Regions from separate parts of the Mus musculus genome. Here all the other regions are linked to region 5. Evidence: chromatin contacts called from public HiChIP or PLAC-seq and promoter capture Hi-C data. All regions are on one chromosome and are shown on one strand. Each heading gives the region's core, a stretch centred on a gene start, on an enhancer-like site or on the middle of the called end of the contact. The rest is flanking DNA. Distances are from core to core; before and after follow the strand shown.

Region 1 (2,700 bases), core at 59-2,558, 130 kb after region 5:
CACCTCATGCACTCCCTTGTCAGTTTCTGAATGTGTCATCACCCTGGCTCTGAGATGGGCAGGCAAGGTGCTGACTAAGAACAACATAAAGAGTGATTCTTTACATTTCATTCAGTTTTCATTCAAGGAAAAAGCTTCCTGAAAATGCACCAAAATTCTGGAAAATACAACTCTACACTTTCTTGATCTTGAGGTCTCTCCTTCCCAGAAGGCCAGACTCCTAAATCTCATCTCCATTTTTAGCTGACGACTTTCAATAAGTGATGGATATTCATTTTCAGAAAACACTACCAGTAACTTTTATGATATCATAGACACTCACTACTCACCCCAAACTGACTAAACCACAAAATGCAAAAGCTCTTAAGTTCTCTCAGGGAAGCCCTGGGACTATTCCAGTACAGATACTCTCTTCAGCCTGAGGAGAGTAAATGAGAAAATGTAGGCAGCTCTCTTCCTCCCAAAGCTCGTAGTAGATACAACTTTTTTTTTTAAGATTTATTTATTTATTATATGTAAGTACACTGTAGCTGTCTTCAGACACTCCAGAAGAGATTCAGTTATCATTATAGATGGTTGTGAGCCACCATGTGGTTGCTGGGATTTGAACTCAGGGCCTTTGGAAGAGCAGTCTTAACCACTGAGCCATCTCTCCAGCCGGTAGATACAACTTAAGATGCTTAAAACCAGGCTTTATCCTGTAATAGATCTAATGAAGAATTACCCTGAGTCACAGGAATTTATAAAGGAAAGAGGAATTATTATTTATGAAAACACTACCAGTAACTTTTATGATATCATAGACACTCACTACTTTAGTTACAGATGCACCCACTCTAAGTCAGGTAGCAAATAAAATACTTAAAAAAAAAACCTTCCCATTTGTAGAATCAGAATGGTTGCTACAAACACTGGTGGGAAATGCTAGCAGTGCCGGCTGCACAAGGCTGGGAGGGGGGAGGGGAGGGGAGGCTCTCACCGCAAAGCATCATGGGAGCTGCGAGCAGTGAACGAGTGGCCTGAGGACAAGGCTGTACTCATTTTCTTTAAAAAAACACGCAGTAAGTTTATTATCAGAAAAGAAAGTAAAGAACAACTTGTCCTAAATTTGAGTACTTTGAAATGAATTCTAATATTAATTTATATGCCTTATTATGTGAAAATATGCGAAGTTGTCAACTTCATTTGAAAACTATAAAGATGGTAAAATGCAATCAATGGTTGAAGAAAGCCTATTAAGACAGTGAAAGTCTTGTTCTCATGTCAACATGACTCAGCCATTTTACCAGAGCCTCCTCTCCTTGCTCCTCTCACCCCGCCTTGAGTGAACCAAAGTCCCCTCTCTTCCTCCCTGGAGGCACAGTGCTAACTCACAGGCACGGAGCACTTTGGCCTGATTGATTATTCAGTCCTCCGCTTCAGCTGATGGAACGGAAGAGGTTTTGCCGCCTAACAGTTTTAGTCAGTACACCTACAAAGCTCTCTTTTGAAATAATACCCATGGATCATTTGAGGAAGAATTCAGACGAGATTCCTGAAGTGTGCGTCATTGAACACAGGGCTTTGTTTCCCTTTCTAAAATGTAGTGGAAAATTAGAGAACTTTACATATTTTTATTTGAAAAGTAAATATTACTTTTCATCTCTAATATAAAAAAGACCACTCAAGGCCATAGCTTATGTACAGACTAAATTCTCTCTGCTAACTGCTACTAGACTCTCATGCTCTGACCTAACTGATAGAAGTAGGAGATAAACACAATTTCTGTGAAAGTTGCTGGCCAAGCTAGCCTCAAACTCCCTCCTGATCTTTAGCTCCGGATCCTCCTGCCTCTGCCTCCGGAGTGTAGAATTTACAAACGCTTTCTTTTAGTAATAGTGTCAGAGTCATGTTGATAAAAGATCCTAAACTCTTAACTAAGGAAGTTTGTAATTAAGAGCATTACTCACATCCAATTAAAGCAACAATCCTTTACCAAATGATTTTCTTGGGATCAGATATAGACTTGAGTAGAAGTAGACAGAAGAGAACTGAAGTCTATACAGTACCCACAGGCCATGCACAGTGTTAAAATTAAGGTTTGAGTTCCTAAGTCACACGAGTGATATTTCATGTACTCAACATTCACATGAGGCTCAGGGGCTACAATAATGGACTGCGCACAACTGGAGCTCAGGAAAGATGACTAGGATAAGTCTAAGACATCAGACAGTCACTGCTACCTGAGTACCAAAGATGCTGGCATATGCAGGGGAAGAAAGAGCAGAGCTGTGGGGGAACAGTCTATTTAAGCCTGTCAGGGACCAGGAAGCATCTAGCATAAGGAAAGAAAGAGGACTGACTCGCAAGATAAGAAAAAACCCAACAGAGTGTGGTGTCCAGGAAACCACGCATTAGGAAGTAACCAGATGTATTCAAAGCTGGTGATCGGTCAAGGAAGATAAGGAGAAGAACTGGCCACTGGCATTAGCAGCTGCGAGGGCCACTGGTAAGCTTGAAAAGAATATATTAGAAATGTTAAACTTTCATACAATGGAAAATGTCTAGGAACATGTAGGGACAGACTTTCCTTTGGAGTGTGTGAGGTCGTTCATGTGGATGTCATCTTTGCTATGATAAAAGCTATGAACCTGTAACCAGCACATCTGGTCGAAGTCAAACTGAAAGAACCCTGGGATAAATAAAGATTCGAAGGTTAGA
Region 2 (2,700 bases), core at 79-2,578, 150 kb before region 5:
AGAAGAGGAAGCTCAGGGAATGTACTGGGAGACTGCATGGTGGATGAACTAAACACATCAGGTGCAGGGGCTTAGGGTAGAACAATTAGGCAAACAAGAGGAAATGACCTGAACATCTCAGAGGAACTACACTGGGTCTGGTGCATGAAATACTTGAAGAGGTAATGCGGTCAATGAACAAACTCCTTAGCTGTTTCTGCAGTCCCTCCGAAAGCTAACAGCTAACGACGGGAACCAGTGGGCGATGATGTATGTCAGATGCCCTTCATTCATGGACCAAAAACTGGGTATACCAATGTTCTCCAACATGTAGTTCTAACTCCCAAGTCACACTCAAGGAACTGTGGCCATCCATCACTTACAGGCCTGCACAGAGCACTGGACAGTTTGAGTCCTCAACAGATAAGCTCCCAAGTGAGGCCAAACAGCAACACTATTTCTTATTTCAAGCTCTCATGGTAAAAACACGGGCTTCTCATGGATTTGGTGTCATGGTTTTCTATTTTTGTCTTCTTTTGTTGTTGTTTGTTTTTTGTTTTGTTTTTTTGTTGTTTGTTTTTTTTTTTTCTTTTTTGGTTTTTTGAGACAGGGTTTCTCTGTGTAGCCCTGGCTGTCCTGGAACTCACTTTGTAGACCAGGCTGGCCTCGAACTCAGAAATCCGCCTGCCTCTGCCTCCCGAGTGCTGGGATTAAAGGCATGCACCACCAACGCCCGGCTTATTTTTTGTCTTCTTAGAAGCAGAATACTGACATGTCTACAATTCCTAAGCACCAGAAAACTATGAAATGTGTTGCAAAAACAGTGCACAATAGATGAGATATTCTGTTAAACAGTCACCTGTGAGCTCACTGTAATGCAGTAATGAGATGCAATAATACATATTAATAGAGGCACATGGAGGACCAAGTTACATATTGACTGGTTAGTGTGCATGCAACCCATGGCTCATCAGTTACAGGGCACATATAGTAATACATGTCTTATACGAAGAATGTCTCAGTCGCCTTGTAGAATAGAATTAACCCAAACAATAAGAACGAGTTATCTACATGTATGTGTGTCTAAATAAACACTTACTCCTGAGTCAGACATAAGAGTGACAGTCAATTATAAGTTAGCAGGTCAGGAAGAAAGGCATCAAAGATTATACTGGGTCAACAGAGGACAATGCTAATGAAAAATCAAGAAGTAGCAGTTCAGATGAGGAGACAAAAAGAGAGAGATCTCTTTCGAAGTTACAAGTGTTGCAACTTGTAAGTAGAAGCCTACATCCACCCCCCTCTTTGAAGTAAGACTCCTCAGGCTGTTCACTTTGGCATAAGGCCTGCATCTAAACCAGCCTGCTTTAGTAAGTCAGGCGTGACAAGACAGGAAGTGTGCTCTCAATCCTTGCCCCTCCCACCATCACCTCAGAAATTAATATTCAGGACCCTGTATGAATGCTTATGTTTCTATATGAGGCATAAAATATCAAATTATAAACACACACGCACGCAGGCAATCACAATCCCATGGGGAAAAAGAACTATAAATGATGAATACATTGGAAAAAATTCTTCACACCCAGTGGATTGGTTTTTGTCTATAGTAAGATGAAAAGCAGTACTTTCTGGATAAATTATCAAAATGCCGTTCAGAAATACCAAACTCCTATAGAAACTTCTAATGGGTAAACAATGTTTTTATACTTGATTTAAGAAAACCTCAGAATTGTAATTTCTTTCAATGTAGCTTTTATAAAAATGTATATATACACTCAAAATGTGACAAGTTTCCATAGCATGAAAATTAGTTGCACAATTACAGAGTCTTATGCAGTTATAGGTACAAATATAAAAACTATCATAGAAATCCCTACTAATTCTTCCCTTTCTATCCAATATTATCTTTGCTTACACACTCATTTTATAAACAAATACATGTATATACACATACACATATACATTTGTGAACATAAGAGAAAGCTGATGATACATAACTCATTTTCAATATATAATGATCCAAACACAAGCTGTTCGAGGCCAATCTAGAAGACAGCAGACATTTTACAAACATGTTCTTTTTCTCTGCACTGTATTCTCTGAAGTGCTTCCTTTTCTAGTCACAACCCTTCCGTGGTGTCATCACTGGGGTGACAGCCAGATGCACGACAGCCCCATAGCAATATCAACTCTAACAGCTATTGCTATTTCTGAGGAAGGGTAGAAGAAAGGAAGGTCCAAAGCAGAGGGCGCACAGGTGAAAATGCAGGGGGAGCAGAACAGGAAAGGCCGGGCACAGCCAGAGCCTGAGCAGAAAGGATGCGTGGTTCTAGACAATTCCAAGAACCACGAACTTTACAGTGAAAAGGACAAAATGCCCACGAACACAACAGAGCTTTAAAGATCGAAGAGAACAAAGAGCAACAGGCATCATTCTGAACATCTTTTCCATCATTTAGAAGTAGTTTACTGTATTCCTATGTAAATGGAGGCATCTGATCATAGCACAAAGATGCCTCTGCGTGTCAACGTGGATGTTTGAAGTAGGAAACAAAGGTAACCCTAACACATTCAACATCCCTGTGTTCCCAGACAGCAGCAGCTGTACACACAGCTGTAAGCATAGTCACAATGCCTATTACCAATGAGCACACCCTGCTCTGTGCCAGGGACCATGGCAAGGGGGACAGACAGCAGGGAGACTCTCAGCTTCACTCT
Region 3 (2,700 bases), core at 168-2,667, 180 kb after region 5:
TACAGGGGGCGCACTGGGAAAGCAATCTTCACAGTGGATTACAGGGGGCGCACTGGGAAAGCAATCTGCATCTCATCTACCCAATAAGAGATCAATCCCGGGCTGGAGAGATGGCTCAGTAGGTAAGAGAACTGATTGCTCTTCTGAAGGTCCTGAGTTCAAATCCCAGCAACCACATGGTGGCTCACAACCATCCGTGATGAGATCTGATGCCCTCTTCTGGTGTGTCTGAAGACAGCTACAGTGTGTTTACATATAATAAATAAATCTTAAAAAAAAAAAAAAAAGAGATCAATCCCTAAACACATAAGCTCAGTACCAGAAAAACAAATAATGTGGCTACAGAAATGGGGAAAAGACTGAATAGACAGCTCCACAAAGGACAATAAGGTGGCTGAAGATACATGAACAGTCGGTCGTTCAACATCACTAGGCATTAAGGAATGCACCCATTCATCCCCCATCTTTTCTCTTTCCTCTCTAACATTACTCATCCCCTCAAACAAAAAGATTTTCATTTGCCACAGCAGGGATGATCCTGGAAGACATGTTAAATACTTATATGTGGAATCTAAGAGTTAAATGTACACGAAATTCTGAGTTGTGGGGGAAACAGGAAGCTGTAGGTCAGAACACGCCATCAACAGCTCATCATTCAGCACGTAATACGAAGTCTACATGTAATGAAACTGTACTGAACCCTGTTAACTACACAGAGTTCAGCTTCTCTCGCCACAAACAACCAAACGGGCAATGTAGCATGACATGATGGTAAGTTGACTCACTACAGTAACATTTTACTAAATACGTGTATGCTCACAACCATGCTATAACCTTTAATGGACACAATAAAACTTTTAAAAAGTGATTACCAATGATCCCTTTTGGGATTGTCACAAGAAAGGAAAACCTGAAAATCTAAAAAGCCTTAGGTGCCAGAGGTACAAGTGCCTTGCTGAGCAGAGCTGTCTCCCCAAATAACCTGGCTTAAAGTCCAAAGAGTCTAAGGAAAATCCCTTAACCCAGGGCGAGACTCTGACTCAGCTCCCTCTCCCCCAAGCTTCGTAGTTTTCACCTAGAGGTTTTCCTCTAGCAGACCTAGGCCTAGGCTGGCTGAGCCCCGCAGCAGCGGGCAAGCAGACCTAGGCCTAACAGCAGTTCCAGGTATAAACTACAGCAGTACAGCTCAACATATAACAAAAGCTCAACCTTACCAATTCATTTACACTACAAAAATTATAAAAATAAAACTGCAGAAATTCTTACAGACCATAATAATACCCTCTGCCTTGTTTGTTTCTCTCAGATGGAGTAGTTACTATGATTAGATGACAATCCCTGCCATATCCACATTACTCTGACAGCACGGACGCTGTTGTTAGTGACGGTACTAGATTGAAGAGAATATGCAGGAAACAGGTGGTAATGGGATACATGTGTTATTCTAATGTGAGTTTCAGCTGCTGCCATGCTACAGATTGGTCCTCAAAAGACCACAAATGAGGTGAGGTTGTAGCTTAGTGGAGAGTCATTGCCTAGTCCAGGGCCTAAAAGAGCAAAGAGTAAAGTGTGGCCACACTGAAAAAGGAGAGCTGACACCAGTCCCTCTCAGAATCACTAACTCCCGACTGTGGTCAGCAGGAGGGTATGAGGTGGGCTTCTGCACCGAGAGAAGCTTAAGTTTTCAAAGGACAAACTTGGATGTCCTTATGGTCTTTTAAACATCCGTCCTGTGGTCGATTCTCCTGTAGTTCCTCCACGAAGTCTCGGGGCATGAAATGTGGTTCTGTACCTTATTTATCGTCCAGTGGCGCACGGAGTGTTGCACATCATTCACTTTGACGTACGTGTCCCAGACAACGATGACCCCGATGCAGTCTCCTGAGTACATGTGGTGACCTGGTAAAAACAGCAAGAACTCACTCAAGAACGCCACAGAAGTTACATACATACACACACACACACACACACACACACACACACACACACACACGTGTGTGTGTATATTTATATACCACATGGTATTCATAAAATATATATGAAAGGACTCAGATGTAGCTGTCTCTTGTGAGACTATGCCGGGACCTAGCAAACACAGAAGTGGATGCTCACAGTCAGCTATTGGATGAATCACAGGGCTCCCAATGGAGGAGCTAGAGAAAGTACCCAAGGAGCTAAAGGGATCTGCAACCCTATAGGTGGAACAACAATATGAACTAACCAGTACCCCGGAGCTCTTGACTCTAGCTGCATATGTACCAAAAGATGGCCTAGTGGGCCATCACTAGAAAGAGAGGCCTATTGGACTTGCAAACTTTATATGCCCCAGTACAGGGGAACGCCAGGGCCAAAAAGGGGGAGTGGGTGGGTAGGGGAGTGGGAATGGGTGGGTATGGGGGACTTTTGGGATAGCATTGGAAATGTAAACGAGGATAATACCTAATAAAAATAAAAAAAAAGTAAAATGCACACTATATTCCAATTATCTTTAAGTAAATTCTTCACTTTAAAAAGCATTTTGGATAACATTTCCATTTGTCATGTTTCTGAATGTAAAAAGAAATGAGCAATGTAGTTTGCATGTCTAGCACCCATACACTCACATTCCAAATTATTTGAGGTAACCAACGTGTATCTGTATCCATTATTATTATTAGCCTCTGTAATTGTTTATACTCCAAGAAAATACATGCTCTAATA
Region 4 (2,700 bases), core at 172-2,671, 150 kb after region 5:
CTAGCTCCTCCATTGGGGGCCCTGTGATCCATCCAATAGCTGACTGTGAGCATCCATTTCTGTGTTTGCTAGGCCCCGGCATAGTCTCACAAGAGACAGCTATATCTGGGTCCTTTCAGCAAAATCTTTGGCAGGCATTTTACTGACTGAGCCTCCTCTCCAGTTGTTTTCCATATTGTTGTGTTAGCCACAATCTATGGCCACAGCACCCATAACATGCCCAATCTCAGCATATATTAAACAGAATAACTAAATCAAACTCAATTGTATTTTTATTAATATGAACTAAGAGCTGATACTATTTTTGAAAATATGAGGTCCCGCAGCTTCAAGAAGCTTATACAGGAATGTGAAGAGAAAGATATGCCAGACCTAGAAGTGAAAATAATATTATAAAGAACTCAGCACTTATGTTGCTGTGATTTATAGTTAGTAAAAGGAGAGAAGAGAGGAGAGAGGAATGAAGATTCCTTTGAAGTAACTGATGATCTAACACTAGAGACAGCCAGCCAGGATTAATGGCACGTGAAGACAGGGTATGCCAGCCCCGAGTATGTCTGACAACATGGGCAGTCAGCCTCTTTTATGAGAATCAGAAAACACTGAACGGAAACGTATCTAGGCAAAACCACTTCTGCTATACTTCAACCCTAAGCAAAGGAAAGCACAAGGCAATCTGTAAATTACAAACTTGTATGAAGAAATTGTCATACTATCCTAATTCATGAGAACCTAAACCACTCTAGCACCTGGAAAGCAATCAGCTGGGAGCCCTTTCATCTCCACCATTAGCTGTGAATCTGTGCAGGGTTTAGCTGCTCTCAGGAAGGGTACAGCTCCCTTCTCTTAGGGCCTGTTCTTCTGGGAGAACTTCTCTTACATCTCTTCCCTCTCTATATGAATTTCATTCCAGTAACTACCACTTCCATGCTACATTACCAATAGCTACATAACCACGGGATAACTCAGAATAGCAAATCTAGATACTCTAATGTCCGTCAAATGTTCCCATCAAGCTAGAACACAGCACGACACACACTGAAAAGACTGGCATTTCCTGTTCCATTCTCACTTCACTCTTAATGAGTTTTGTGCCTATTTAAGGAGAGTATCACAAGGCCATTATCTTGTCAAACACAAGGGTCAACTTCGTTCTCTCTTTATCAATTCTCTCCACAGCATGTGCCAGTAAAATACTCTTTTCGAAATGCTCTTCTGTAAACTCCCCTTGCCTTGCCCTCACAGGTACCACCTCAGCTACGCTGTCACCATGGGGCCCTTATCCAGTTCTATAGCTCTTTAAACAGTGCTTTGGCCCTGAACACACGCTACTGTCTACTTCAGTTTCCTCGTGCCCCCAAATCTACTTCCCACACCTGCTCCCTCCATCCCAGCATCCTTCATCCAAGAATAGCAGGAGCAGCAGCTGCACAGCTGCCGAAACCCAAACCCAGAAGAGCTCATTTCTTTATTAACTGCACTGGATAGGTCCAAAGGCCTATTTCCAAAATATGGGCAAAATCAACAAACTAAACAGTGTCTTCAATCCATTTAGCACTCAGTGCTGTCTGGATGAGTCTACCAGCGTTTCTTCTAGGACCAGTGGACCTGATTGCTGATCACTGTGCTTGGAAGACCTCACTCTGCCAAAAGTCAAGGCTCCTGTTCAACCTGGATTGTCTCTCGAAGATAACAGACTCACTTCCTGTTGTGCTGACAAGATTCTTTAAAAAGCATGCACAGCCTACTCTTTGCCACCTTTCTAGTCCTGTCCTAAAACCGCACTTGCCTTTGGCCGTCACTACCCAGTTAAGCAAAGTCACTTTTCTGACCCCTGAATAGCCTTACTCTTACTTTAGTGCTGGGGTCTTTATGAAACGCTACTCTCTGGGAAATCTTCCATGATCCTCCATGACATAACTGCCTCTCCTTCTCTACTTACTCGCCACCCTAAAATCTCATTTTATCTCTATCAGTATTATCTGAAATTCCTTCATTCAGTGTATCTTCCCATATAAGAACATGCCTATGTGAATGTTCTAGCCCAAGCATTTTGAAAAATATTGGTAGCCTCTAAACTATTTGTATAAAGATCTCAGAAAACAATCTTTGCCTTCAAAACTATAATCATTAGGTCTCAACCTAGACCCTTATTTTTGTCAAGCACTTGTCAAAACCTTACTATACAGGACGCAGTGTGTGAGAGGCTGCACAACTGCACTGTGGTAATGGGACAATGACTAGTGACAAGGTGAATAAGAGACCAGATATGGGGCAGGAGCGGCAGTGCCAGGACCACTGGGTATCCGCATGTGACTGAGCTCTCAGACCATGTTATATCTTTAAAAATTAACTAAAAAAATAACCACATAGGGAAAACCACCAAAGCTATAAGACAAACAAACAAACAAAGCGGAAAACAAAATAGTAAATATATAAGACTTAGGGCTAGGCAATGTGACTTTGTATATGATACAAAAAAGATGGACAAAAGAAAAAATATAAAAACCACAAAAAATTACAACTTTTTTTTCTTTTCTAAAGGCAACATCTAGGGAGTGGAAAGAGCATACAAGAGGTATAAAACCTTTGTAGAGAATGCATCTGAAAGACAGCTGCACACATGTATGTGCACACATGTACAAAGAATTACTAAAAATTACTAAAATTACTAAAAATTAAATTAAAATTAAAGAATTA
Region 5 (2,700 bases), core at 125-2,624:
CCAGTCAGCACAAGTCTTGAACTCCTAAAAGATTAAAGGCAAAATAAATTGGTGTGTATTGAGAATGAAAAGAAAAATCCCCAAGGGTACTGATTTATAAACAGAAGTAACACTGAAAGTCCCCTGAAATCCCCCAATCACCAATCCTTATAAATTCAGCACTTTGCACATCGCTCCTTTGGGAACCTGTAGTTAAAGTTACAGGGATACCTTCGCTGACTTGTGGCTGGTAAACTCTTCAAATTACACCCAACAGGGTCCTTACTGTTTAGCTCAATGGTTCTCAGCCTTCCTTTAAAGGGTCTCAGCTGCGACCCTTTAATACAAGTTTCTCATGTGGTGGCCCCAAACATAAAATTATTTTCATCAGTATTTTATAACTGTAATCTTGCTACTTATGAATCATAATGTAGAGATCAGATATATATCAAACGTACAAGATAACAGTCGAGCAATCCCAAGTGGGTCGGGACCCACAGGTTGAGAACCAGTGGTATGGGTTTGGTTTAAAAAAAAAATGAATCAGGAGTGCACAAGTTCCTGAGAACTGCTAGGGGTTGTTTGTTTGGGATCCAGTAGGTTTGTCCAGCAAGTGTTTGACGCAGGACCCAGGACCCGAGCGCACTCTGCAGAGGCAGAAGTGCGTGGTAGGCACCTCCTAGGGTGGGTGGGCCCGGCGTGTGTCTAAGTGAGGGAGGAAGGGCTTATGACAAAAAGCCGGTGGTGTGTGGGCTGCAGGATCTGGGAGGAGATTGAAAAATGAGCCCGGGGCTCGATCTGTCAAAGGCTGTAGCCACAGGGCTGACTGTATTTAAGTATCCTTTGTCGCTTACCAGTGAATTAAAGATGTCCCTTTAAAATTAAAACATGAAAAACTGGACCTAGTCAAAAATCGTTGGGGGTTGGGGAAGTACGCTCACTCTATTCAACCGATCATCCCTCACACTCTCTGCTCCCGGGTGTGTTGAAGTCGGGGCGCAGTTGAAACCCTGAAGGCAGAAGTGTGTCACCCAACCCCATCGAGGTGCCCTTGAATGGAAGCGCTGCTGATTCGGGCTCGGGAGCCCCGGAGCCTACGGAGAGGAGCGACCGCGTAGCCCCGAAAGCGGTAACAGCGGGACCCGGTGTGAGCCGGCGCCACCCGGCCACGGAGCGGGGTTTGCGCAGGAAAAGGCGCCACCGCGGCCCCGGCCGCCCCTCCCCAGCCCGGGCTCCCCGCCCGCCCGCCGTCCCGGCCGCGCTGCGCGCCAGGAGCAGCTCCGCGGCGCGAGAGGCGAATGGGAGCGGCGGCCAGGCGGGCTGCAGCTCGGGCGACCGCGGAGGCGGCGGGCAGGGCGCGTGCGCACTGCAGGGGCGCCAGATTTGGCGGGAGGGGGAGTGTCCAAACCTCTTTGTTTGATGGCATCTGTTTACAGAGTTACACTTTAATATCAACCTGTTTCCTCCTCCTCCTTCTCCTCCTTCTCCTCCTCCTCCTCGGTGACCTCCTTCTCCTCCCCTTTCTCCGGAGAAACTTCGCCCCGGCGGTGCGGAGCGCCGCTGCGCAGCCGGGGGAGGACGCAGGCAAGGCGGAGGGCAGCGGGAGGCGGCAACCGGTGCGGTCCCCGGGGCTCTTGGCGGAGCCCCGGCCCGCCTCGCCATGGCCCGGAGACCCCGACACAGGTAATGGGGAGGCTGAGAGGGCGGCCTCGGGCTAGGGCGCGCGGGGATCCAGGCATCCCGGAGCAGGTGGGAATGCCTTCCCTGTTGGTTTGCGGGGCTGTCAGCCAGTGGCAGAAGACACTCGGGAGAAGGATGAATGGAAAACTCTGCGAGAAGCGCACGGGTATAGTGGGAAGCATGCCCTGAGGCTCTTTTTTATTTTATTTCCCTTTTTCTTTCTTTTTTCTTTTTCTTTTTGCAAGTTGCTCGGGGATTCGTTTCTCTTTGGGGGGTGGGGTGGGGGGGGGGCTCGGCACTCTTCAGCCGAGGACTGAACGGTTCCATCAGACCCGAGGAGCCCACCAGGTGTTTGGCTTGATGCCCCGAGTGTCGGCGAGGGAGTCGCAGCCTAATTGCTGCATGCATTGAGGTGTGTTTGCACTTGAAGAGCATATGGCAGATATAGGGAAAGGCCGGGTTGTTTAGTAGCTGCAGGTAGTTCATTTAAATTTCATTCATTCATTATGGAGGCGAGAGAGGTGTCAGCTGACAGGCAGGCAGCTGCAAAGATTTTAGGGGGACAAAATGGGTTTGCAGATTGTTTTAAACCCAGCCGTTTGAAGATTCTTGTACTTGTTATGGAAGAAGCTTTTGCAAACACTGCACGCGCCCGCGTCGCACATGTCACCGCACCGGCCGAGATGATGCGTGCACTCTCTTTCCATTTTGGCCCCACCTTCGGGAAGAGGGATCCTCTCGGAACTGTCAGTTGCTGGCGCTCAAGTCCGGCCCGACTCGGGGTTTCCCGAGGACACGCCGGGGCTCCCAGAGAGCAACAGATGCGGGGCTTAGCTCGGTGGCGGTCGCCACTCGGCGCAAAGTGCTGGAGGCAGGCGGCACCCAAGGCAGCTGCAGTGCACCCCGGGCGATGTCGCCGCTCTTCTCCTGGGCCGCGCACACGTGGAAGCAGCTGAGGTCGCCGCTGCTCCCAGCACTCTGCTCCAGCTGCTTTTGGTGGCCCGCCTCTGGCAAAGCCACCGACCGACCGACCCTAAGGAA
Region 6 (2,700 bases), core at 33-2,532, 220 kb before region 5:
ACCCAAAATATTTGCAAACTGGATTGCTGAGAAAATAAAACATACATATTACTGGAAAAGCAAAAGCAAATATGTTTTATTCTATTTCCTGAAGAAGTGCCAGCCGGTACCACACTCCACCTGCATCTCCTCACTTTGGAAACACCAGGAGATGGAGAAGAGAAGCCTTGGTCTCATGCAGTTTGGGTCATTGGAAGCAAGCAAAATTGCTGGTTACAATGTAACTAACAAGTTACCCAATATTCTTAAACTTTAGTACAGAGTCTAAAGTTGTTTTTTTCCTCTAGAAGACAGATTTAAAATTTACCAGTGAAGAAAAAAAGTTGAATTTTTGAAGAAAAAACTTGGCATATAAGATATATTTATATAGGAAGATTGGAATTATATTATAATCGAGTTGTTTGTGCCTTGAAAAGAATAAACAATGGGCGGTTTGCATTTGGTAACCACACACACATCAGTCACTCAGCACACCAAACATTTTTTATTCTCAGTGCAATAATTCATAACATTAAATATATCTCAAGCATTTTACAAAATTCCCCAAGTGACTTAATTCTTCATAACTAGAAAAGAAAGAAAAAGGAAAGAGAAAGGGACATGAACCCTCATTTTTTAAGTTGTTAAGTTTAATGAAATGACATGAGAGTTTAATTTTCAGCTTCATTACTCAAATAACTGGCTTTATTAGACTGGGTATTCTCAGAGATATGAGGAACTATCAGATGATGGTCTAAAATAAAGTACTGGGCTTTTGTTTTGTTCCCAATTTAAGTTTTCAAGATTTATTTTTATAAACCCATGGAGCCAGTGGGCACTTTGTAGAGAGAAGGATGCATTTCATATCGTAAGAGTTCTCTATAACTATTACAATCTGTCTGAGAATTACAAACATTAAAACCACTGTTCCCACAGCTAACAACTTTCTCTTGAACATAGTAAACTCAGAGCCATTCCAGCTCAGACCAGTCCATTCATATGATAAACTACCTTATAAAATGCTACATTTTCCTTCATCCTCTCCCCTTTAGTTTTAGAAAATGGTTGTCTACAATTTGTCAACACAGTAAATACGTTTTAGTTTCCCAAGTGAATAGACTTACCTCTTCTTTCCCACTGTTTGGAACTTTGCAATAAACTTCCCCTGTTGATGGATCGTAAGAATCTATATATGAGTTACAGGGTAAAAACTTCCCACCTATAAAGTTCTCCAACATCAAAAGTTCCCTTTTTCCAGCCATGTTAGGAAAGTGCCCTCTGTGTACAGCAGCCCTCTGTGACTGCCCTCAGGACTTTGGACACCCTCATCTCACCCCCAGGCCCAGTGTCCTCATTTGCATATCCGAACCTGGGAGGAGGAGACCCGCTGCGCTTCAGAACTTTCCTGATTCCAAACTCGGATGGTTCTTGAAGGCAACTCATGGTCCATTCTGAGAAATGGGCACTGCATTAAACTAACATCAAGTTACATATGTACAATGTCTTCAGATTGTCCTTTCATATCAACTGTGTGTGTGTGTGTGTGTGTGTGTGTGTGTGAGATGATTTTATCGGCACTGCACCATAAGTGCCCACTGTTTAAACACGAAGTGCAAAGCATAAAGAAAATTGGCTCCACAGAATATTGTCCCATGCAGCAATCCTTACTTCCTCCTTTCTAGGGAAGGCATTGAGCCTCTGGAAGGTTACACAATGTGGCCAAGGTCACACATGAACACTCAAGTACTGACAGGAAATGAGAAGAAACTTTAGCTACATTTACACCTAACAGCCTGTGAGTCCATCTCAGGAGGATGCATCCATGTCCCTGTAGGGACTGGCCACAGGAGCAAGGGAGCCGTCTTCACTACCCGGCAATGCCGTGGTTTGAACGCTCAGAATTCGGGCACGTTTAACCCTCCAGTGGCAGTGTTTAAGTGGGCACTCCTGGAGTTAAGGTGCTGCTCACGGCCTCGGTGGTGCCTTCGAAACAGGCTATGGGTCATTTGTGCCTTCTGCCGCAGGAGCACAGCTGCCCTGCCTGGTGAGGAAGTGGCAGAGGCAGGGGATATTTACCATACACAATCTCCTCACACCAACATCATGGGCTTCCCAGTCTCCAGAACAACAAGAATTCAGGTTCTCTCAAGTGATCGATTTTCAGTTATTCTGTCACAGCTGAACAGACCAGCACATGGCCTCTGAGAGGACAGGACACACCACCGTTCACTCTGCTGAGGCTCCATGGATAACCAAACTCTCTTGTGCATCATAGCGCTTGTTTTGTATTTTGCAAGTAACCCTCTGAAGGTCTTGTTCCTTCTGTTCTCCATGTTGCTATCTCCCCATCCTTCCTGTACTTCACGTCTCCACCTACTGACGGCTGTCTGTCGTCTTTGGCGTCCCATTTTCACCACAGTGCATTTGGTGAGAATTTGTTCTTAACCGTGACTGGAAGAGGCTGCTTTTCTACCACTGGCTTTGTCTTTCACCAGTTGTGGAAATGTTTTGGCTGCTGTATTGCTGTGTTTCCATTCTCTGTATTTCTACCTTGTAGAATGTTTAAAATGTAAAGAGAGCATCTTCAATTTCTTACTGACCATGAATCTCCTCCCTCCCTGTCTCTGTCTTTCCCTCCCTCCCTCTCTCCCTCCCTCCTGGCCAGCTTCTTCCCCCTCCTCCTTTGACTCTGAGCTACACTCTCCAAATCTTGCCTCTACT

The links. Promoter capture Hi-C pulls out the DNA fragments that hold promoters and counts their contacts. HiChIP or PLAC-seq counts read pairs in DNA pulled down with a chosen protein or histone mark.
Region 1: a promoter capture Hi-C map of embryonic stem cells shows a contact between it and region 5, with 5 times the contacts expected there. The contact joins the enhancer-like site here to the promoter of Myb in region 5. A contact is called at or near these places in 15 of 39 promoter capture datasets (3T3-L1-derived adipocytes, the C10 cell line, the HPC-7 cell line and 7 more), 2 of 15 datasets of contacts at CTCF or cohesin (large pre-B cells and thymocytes), 26 of 484 Hi-C or Micro-C datasets (the CH12 cell line, the N1E-115 cell line, Th1 cells and 5 more), 23 of 115 datasets of contacts at active chromatin or transcription factors (the 230-238 cell line, CD8 T cells, the HPC-7 cell line and 13 more) and 4 of 9 other capture datasets (adipose tissue, embryonic stem cells, liver and 1 more).
Region 2: a promoter capture Hi-C map of the HPC-7 cell line shows a contact between it and region 5. The contact joins the enhancer-like site here to the promoter of Myb in region 5. A contact is called at or near these places in 18 of 39 promoter capture datasets (the C10 cell line, the HPC-7 cell line, HPC-7-derived erythroid cells and 13 more), 1 of 15 datasets of contacts at CTCF or cohesin (large pre-B cells), 10 of 484 Hi-C or Micro-C datasets (CD4 T cells, CD8 T cells, the CH12 cell line and 5 more), 9 of 115 datasets of contacts at active chromatin or transcription factors (the 230-238 cell line, CD4 single positive thymocytes, CD8 T cells and 6 more) and 2 of 9 other capture datasets (adipose tissue and liver).
Region 3: a promoter capture Hi-C map of the HPC-7 cell line shows a contact between it and region 5, with 6 times the contacts expected there. The contact joins the enhancer-like site here to the promoter of Myb in region 5. A contact is called at or near these places in 14 of 39 promoter capture datasets (the 3T3-L1 cell line, the C10 cell line, the HPC-7 cell line and 9 more), 7 of 484 Hi-C or Micro-C datasets (the HPC-7 cell line, Th1 cells, double positive thymocytes and 2 more), 11 of 115 datasets of contacts at active chromatin or transcription factors (the SCID.adh cell line, T-cell acute lymphoblastic leukemia, acute myeloid leukemia and 7 more) and 3 of 9 other capture datasets (adipose tissue, liver and macrophages).
Region 4: an H3K4me3 HiChIP or PLAC-seq map of the SCID.adh cell line shows a contact between it and region 5, with 13 read pairs. The contact joins the enhancer-like site here to the promoter of Myb in region 5. A contact is called at or near these places in 11 of 39 promoter capture datasets (the 3T3-L1 cell line, 3T3-L1-derived adipocytes, the C10 cell line and 9 more), 6 of 484 Hi-C or Micro-C datasets (the N1E-115 cell line, Th1 cells, embryonic stem cells and 1 more), 22 of 115 datasets of contacts at active chromatin or transcription factors (the 230-238 cell line, CD8 T cells, the HPC-7 cell line and 12 more) and 4 of 9 other capture datasets (adipose tissue, liver, macrophages and 1 more).
Region 6: a contact with region 5 is called in a promoter capture Hi-C map of embryonic stem cells, with 11 times the contacts expected there. The contact joins the promoter of Aldh8a1 here to the promoter of Myb in region 5. A contact is called at or near these places in 11 of 39 promoter capture datasets (the C10 cell line, the HPC-7 cell line, HPC-7-derived erythroid cells and 5 more), 2 of 484 Hi-C or Micro-C datasets (the G1E-ER4 cell line and pro-B cells), 6 of 115 datasets of contacts at active chromatin or transcription factors (the 230-238 cell line, the SCID.adh cell line, T-cell acute lymphoblastic leukemia and 3 more) and 3 of 9 other capture datasets (adipose tissue, liver and macrophages).

The regions. Positions count from the first base shown.
Region 1 is chr10:21,026,644-21,029,343 of GRCm38.p6, reverse strand. All of the region lies in intron 18 of Ahi1 (Abelson helper integration site 1), which reads right to left. Among named protein-coding and RNA genes, the nearest start is that of Gm20149, 16 kb to the left of the region's middle. Within about 2 kb of position 1,308, at least 51 of the 459 cell types and tissues checked have an H3K27ac peak or open chromatin away from gene starts, as enhancers often do. A contact at or near this core is called in the CH12 cell line, the HPC-7 cell line, the N1E-115 cell line and 3 more, where this site is marked.
Region 2 is chr10:21,312,564-21,315,263 of GRCm38.p6, reverse strand. The region is part of intron 4 of Hbs1l (Hbs1-like (S. cerevisiae)); the gene reads right to left. Among named protein-coding and RNA genes, the nearest start is that of Hbs1l, 18 kb to the right of the region's middle. Within about 2 kb of position 1,328, at least 11 of the 459 cell types and tissues checked have an H3K27ac peak or open chromatin away from gene starts, as enhancers often do. A contact at or near this core is called in the 230-238 cell line, the HPC-7 cell line, pro-B cells and 1 more, where this site is marked.
Region 3 is chr10:20,980,523-20,983,222 of GRCm38.p6, reverse strand. It overlaps Ahi1 (Abelson helper integration site 1), which reads right to left. Exons shown (of 24, transcript NM_026203.3): 12 at 1,793-1,899. Among named protein-coding and RNA genes, the nearest start is that of Ahi1, 29 kb to the right of the region's middle. Within about 2 kb of position 1,417, at least 4 of the 459 cell types and tissues checked have an H3K27ac peak or open chromatin away from gene starts, as enhancers often do. A contact at or near this core is called in the HPC-7 cell line and the SCID.adh cell line, where this site is marked.
Region 4 is chr10:21,010,227-21,012,926 of GRCm38.p6, reverse strand. All of the region lies in intron 17 of Ahi1 (Abelson helper integration site 1), which reads right to left. Among named protein-coding and RNA genes, the nearest start is that of Gm20149, 33 kb to the left of the region's middle. Within about 2 kb of position 1,421, at least 5 of the 459 cell types and tissues checked have an H3K27ac peak or open chromatin away from gene starts, as enhancers often do. A contact at or near this core is called in the SCID.adh cell line, where this site is marked.
Region 5 is chr10:21,159,658-21,162,357 of GRCm38.p6, reverse strand. It overlaps Myb (myeloblastosis oncogene), which reads left to right and starts at 1,374. Exons shown (of 16, transcript NM_001198914.1): 1 at 1,374-1,662. The coding sequence starts at 1,640.
Region 6 is chr10:21,375,882-21,378,581 of GRCm38.p6, reverse strand. It overlaps Aldh8a1 (aldehyde dehydrogenase 8 family, member A1), which reads right to left and starts at 1,282. Exons shown (of 7, transcript NM_178713.4): 1 at 1,104-1,282. The coding sequence starts at 1,241.